2 separate regions of the Mus musculus genome follow, and region 1 is linked to region 2. The links are chromatin contacts, called in public Hi-C maps. All regions are on one chromosome and are shown on one strand. Each heading gives the region's core, a stretch centred on a gene start, on an enhancer-like site or on the middle of the called end of the contact. The rest is flanking DNA. Distances are from core to core; before and after follow the strand shown. Region 1 overlaps Crppa (CDP-L-ribitol pyrophosphorylase A). Region 2 overlaps Crppa (CDP-L-ribitol pyrophosphorylase A).

Evidence for each region. A called contact is a pair of places that touch in the nucleus more often than the background predicts.
Region 1: a Hi-C map of cranial neural crest shows a contact between it and region 2, with 2.7 times the contacts expected there. The contact joins two enhancer-like sites. A contact is called at or near these places in 2 of 484 Hi-C or Micro-C datasets (cortical neurons and cranial neural crest).

Annotation. Positions count from the first base shown.
Region 1 is chr12:36,669,104-36,672,027 of GRCm38.p6, reverse strand. The region is part of intron 9 of Crppa (CDP-L-ribitol pyrophosphorylase A); the gene reads right to left. Among named protein-coding and RNA genes, the nearest start is that of Mir5099, 150 kb to the left of the region's middle. Within about 2 kb of position 1,362, at least 3 of the 459 cell types and tissues checked have an H3K27ac peak or open chromatin away from gene starts, as enhancers often do.
Region 2 is chr12:36,476,103-36,478,802 of GRCm38.p6, reverse strand. It overlaps Crppa (CDP-L-ribitol pyrophosphorylase A), which reads right to left. Exons shown (of 10, transcript NM_178629.6): 5 at 2,058-2,103. Among named protein-coding and RNA genes, the nearest start is that of Crppa, 96 kb to the right of the region's middle. Within about 2 kb of position 1,407, at least 19 of the 459 cell types and tissues checked have an H3K27ac peak or open chromatin away from gene starts, as enhancers often do.

The DNA.
Region 1 (2,924 bases), core at 113-2,612, 190 kb before region 2:
TTAGAGGGATGCTAGAGTGGTGAGGCATGAGTGCATGAGTGGATGGAGGGGCACCCTCATAGAGACAAAGGCGAGGGGAGAAAGGGGACCTGAGATGGAGGGCTGTGGAGTGGTAACCAGGAAGGGGGATAACATTTGAAATGTAAACGAATAAAATGATTAATTAAAAAGGGTGACATAAACGAAGGCTAGTTAAAATACTAATTTTAAACATTCATATAAATATGGATAATAAATCAAATTGTCTGGAGGTAAGATGAGAAACTTCTTAATCAGAAGAGATTTAGTAAAGGGGCAACGAACCACGAAGGCCACCCTCCAGGTAGCTAAAGCCAGTAGCAGTGGTCTCAGTATTTTCTCCTAAAACAAGGAGAAGATCAAAAAGACCAAATGAACCCGGCCTCCTGAATACAAAAGGATGATGTGAAAATCCTGAATGTCAAAATGACTTAATTAAAGGAAAAAGAAAACGACGGGGCACTAAACTGTAAAAAGTTCCCATGCCACTAGAGAAGGAAGAGAAAAATGAAGGGTGGAGGCTGATCTAAAGTCAACAACAACAACACACACACACAAGAAGCCCAATAGAGATGAGGGAGGACATCACCTTCATAAAGGGGAGGGGCATAAAACAGCCCTTGATTTGACTGACAGCCTTCCCCTGGAACAGAAGAGCGCAGAGAGAGGCAGGAATTTTTTTTTGCAGCTGGGTACTGACGAGAAGCTAGAGCAGAAAAGCTAGGGTCCAGAAGAACAAAGAGAATTAAGCAACTGGAAAACACACAACTTCCACTAACTTCACTCAGGACCGCGTATTTAATGCCATTTGGTTCTGCTGCTGTAACAGAAGAGGGCAGCATTGATTTAGGTAAACAAGGCAAGCCCACAAGGAGGATGAGAGAATGTAACACCTACAGTTGTCACACAAAAGAGAAAATATTTGACCAACTCTACTATCGAATTTCCATCGAGGAAATTAAAGATAAAGTAGGAGACTGTAGGGGACACCTCAGTCTGCAGCGCACTGTCACATAAGCCCGACATTCTTGTTGAAAATGAACATACTGAGGTCATTGATGAGGAAACTATCTTTCAGTTGCCAGGATAAAATACTGACCAAATCCAACTTGGGGGAGGACAGGATTCATTTACTTTACACGTCCACATCACAGTTCACTGTCAAGGAAAGCCAGGGGAGGGACATAAACAGGAAGCTGAGAATTGAGGCAGAGGTTCCCAGACAAATGCTACTTAGTGGATTATTTCTCCTAGCTTTCTCAGCTTCCTTTCCTATACAGCTCAGGCCCACCTGCCCAAGGGTGGCCATGCCTACAGTGGGCTAGGCACTGTATTAATTAGCAATCAAGACAATGCTCCCACAGATTTGCCCACAAGCAAATTGAGTGGGCTTATTTTCTCCTCTGTTGAGAGTCCTGCTTCCCAGGTGTCTTCAGTTTATGTCACATGGCGGGAGTGGGGGGGGGGGGGCATGGCAACTAACCAGCACAGAAACCTAACTGGCCATTTTACACAAAATAATTATCTGATATTTGTCCTACTGGAGACTGAACCATGGCTATGTAAGTACGGAAGATTCGAGTCTAAATCGCTGGAGGTAGCTTAAGTCAGGCATGGATGTATGCAGTGCACAAAAGCCCAGACCTGGCTGTGTGTATGAAGGGGCCTGTAGGTGGCAGTGGAGAAGATGACAGGAGAAGATGACAGCTGGGGGCTTCTGATTACCAGCCTAGCTGCAAGTTCAGTGAGGTACCCTATCTCAAGAGTGTACAACAGAGAGGGATAGAGCAGTAGATTGGACATTCTCCATAGCTTCCATACTCCCAACACACACACACACACACACACACACAAACACACACACACACACACACACACACACACACATACTTGCACGTACAACTTATATATGCAAAACACACATATAAACACACACACAAAAATCAACAGTGAATATACAGACAAATAATATTTTTCAAGTGCATGCCCATGAAAGGCCAAAGATACGCCACAGATTAAAGCGGTTGACAAAACAAACTGCAACATATGTTTTCAAAACCTAAAAAGGGAGATGGATCCTACTTGAAGATTAAATAATGGAGTCACATCAATATTAACTTCCTGATTTGCGTACAAAATTCTGCTTCTAGGGTATGCATGAGTTCCTTGTATTGTTCCTACGTTCTTTTGGTAAAACTGAGATGTTTTGAAGATGAAAAGTAAAAAGTAACAAAAATAATAAAAAGGGAGAAAACAATTTTAATTAAAATGTTAAGAAAAAATCCTCGGCAAAGGCAAACAACCAGGTGAACAAAATAAGTCCAAATATAAATGCACAAAGTTCATAGACAGAAACACAAAATTTGCCAGGTTGAATTAAAAACTAAAAGCCACCATGGGAACACCAAAGCAAAGGGCTGGATTTTACAGGACTAAAAGACATTCATAAGCCAAGCTTTTATCAAAAGAAAGTCTGGCTCTCTGTCATCACCAGAGGACTTTAGAGCAAGTAGATGTCACTGATGTGTGAGTGTGTGTGCATGTGTGTGCAGGTGTGATTCTCCAATCACAGGCTTTGGGTGTTTAGAACAACCCAGTCCATTATGGATTAACCTGATGGGCCCGGAAGGCATCCATGAAAAGACAATGCAGGATGTGTGAGTGTGGGTCTAAACACACAAGAGTCATCTGCAAATGAAACAGGAGAATCAGGAGAATGGGAAACAATCCCTAAGAACCACAAAGGAAAAGTGGGGCTGGCTTGGAGTTTAAGAAACAAAACAAACAAACAAACAAACAAACAAAACCCTTATTACATATTCAATAGAAAGAAATACAAAGAATTGCCATTTTGTTGAACTTGGGATTTTTTAAAAGAACTAAACAGACTCAAGGGAACTTTAATT
Region 2 (2,700 bases), core at 158-2,657:
ACTTTAATTATCAGTGTTGGTATTTAGTACAAATCAGGAAGGAAGTAAAGAAATACACATTTAAACTTGAAAGACTATAGCAAAACTCTGAATTTGAAATGCAGTAGAAATAGCTTAGATAGATGTGACCTATAGGAGATTATAAGGAGCAGCCTTAACCAATGTTTCTCAAATATGAATTATAATGCAATTAACTTGGGTTCTTAGCAAAACACATTCTGACTCACATGGGAGTGGGATTGATGACTATAATCTCAGGGTGTCTAAAAATCACATGACTACTGACTTGGCTACCTAGAGAGTATGAAGGCCCCAGAAATGTGGACCTATGTAGGCCCAGTAACATCAGAATCGCCTCTAAAGTCCTAGAAACAAATGCCTTAAAGAATAAGGAAGCTCATTATTTAGTTTCCAACTAAGTCAACTGCTTAAACCTAGTCATGTAAGCTCACTCAGAATAAACTAGAACACCTTGAAAATACCACGTTAGAAACTGTTACCTAAACAAGATAACAAATAGCTTAAAATATTTGTTTTTGCATGGCTGCTGGCTCTGATAATATGTGGGGAAAGTATTACAACCTGGAAAATCAGTAGTTGAGACAGTAATCTCCTTGCTGCTCACACTGCCCCTCTCCCTAAGCAATGCACAGCTTCCTTAGAAGTACAATCAAACTGAGTTTTCTACGTCTTTATGTTAAAAGCATAAACAACCACAGCACAACTTTGCCAACTGCTCACAAAGAAATATTTATACATTGCCTGGCTGATACGTAAATATATGTCAACTTTTTGATTTATGGTTATAGATTAACTATTTACAAGCACAGAAACACAAATTATATGACATTAATTGTTTGAAACAAAATATTCTTGAAGGAAAACAAATCTGAGGGTAACTAAAACACAGTCTCACAATTACAGAGAGCTCAGCTTTCCACATGCGAGCCAACTGCTTGCCTACAACTCTAAAAGGAAGCTACACATCTGGGTCAAGGGCTACCCACCCCAGCAAGAGACTGAATTTAAAACTTTACTTCTCACCCGAAACTTGAGCGTTATCATTTTGCTCAGAGTCTAATTTGGAAAAGAACAGTCACCAGCTTCCTGTTGTCCCGAGGACAGAGGGAACACCCCTTGTCTCACTACTAAAATCGGATGTTTAAAAGGGAGTTCTCAATCCGAGACAACTTTATCCCCTGTGACATTTGACAGTTTCATGAGATAATTTTCATGGCCACAGACATGGTGTAAAGGAGAGGGGGCAGTGTGGCACTGAGGGGGCACCTCAGTGGTGTGTGTGGCTTTGGGTACTACCAGACAACGCACTAAACCCTCCTGAGATCCAAGGATCTCCTACACATCCAGGATGCGGCTGAGCTTGAGAACTCTGACTGGAACCATAGAGCCTGCAGAACACAGAGAGAATTCCCTTTCTGTGTGCTGATTACATTCCCAGCACACTAGTAAGTACTGGCTGGGTGTTAAATACACTATGTGGCATCTTAAGGGCAATATAGTGATGAAAAGCAAGCATTATTCCCAAATACACGGTCATGTTCCTTGAAAAAAATATATATATAATGCAGGCGTTGTCAGAAAAATAAGTTTGTTTTGGATTTTTTTGTTTGTTTGTTTTAAAAGTCATCCATTTCAAATTCTCTAAGTTGTACAAACTATTATATGGAAGGCACTCCTTGATGCTCTGACAGGATAGTGCAGAGGCCAGGGACAGCCTTCCATACATTAAACAGGAGGGACCTTCCCAGGCTTATTGAAATATCAGTATATATAGTTCCCTTTCTGATAGGATTGATGCTCCATACTTAATAGGCTGAAGTCTTTCTTTTATGAAAATTAAAATCAATGTGGTATAATAAGTGGTGTTTCACAAGCAGGAAACAAAATAAAATGCAATTTTCAAAACACAAATCAGAGATCTCCGTGGCTGCCAAACATCTGTCCACCTAAAATGTCTGGGATTTAACTGTCTCTAGAAATCCTCAGTGGCCTCACATCTGAAGCTCAGGCGCTGACAGTCACAAGGTTGAACACACCTTTAATCATGGCTTCAGCTGCACACAGGTCTTGTTTGTAGGTCACCTAAAGGACAGATAAACCTCATTAGGCTCAACAGAGCAGGCAGGAATGTGAGAGCTGTAAAACAAAGCCCCAAGGGAATTCTTCCCTCGGGAGAAACTGCACACACCACACAAGCCATTTCCAAACCAAAGAGCCATTAGACGTTCACATTAAATCAAATCCAATTTCAACAAATTATGAAGATCTAAGCCTTATATCTTTGACTAAGTTATGATAGCACGTAGCAGTGGTTACTGAAATATGATTATTATAACTGGTGTCAAAGGAAATGCATAAGGGTTCAAACAGAAGTATGCACACCACTGTTGTATAAGGTTTCACACTGGAAAAGAAAGAGGTAAGGAAGAAAGGAGAAAGAGGGAGGAAAGAAGGGCTGCGAGGCTGAGGGAGGAAGAGAGTCTCCAAATAGCAAAAGATGACCAGCTCCATTCTAAGCTGAAATTCTCAAAGACCAATTTACATCTAAAGGGACTTCGGAATTCTGAAGGTCATTGTAAAACGGGTTGGTTGCACCTTGTGAAATTTTTCTTAAAGCACAGCCTCTATAAAAAGAATCTATAGGGTACCACAGTGCACCTAAGGACAATGATGCACTTT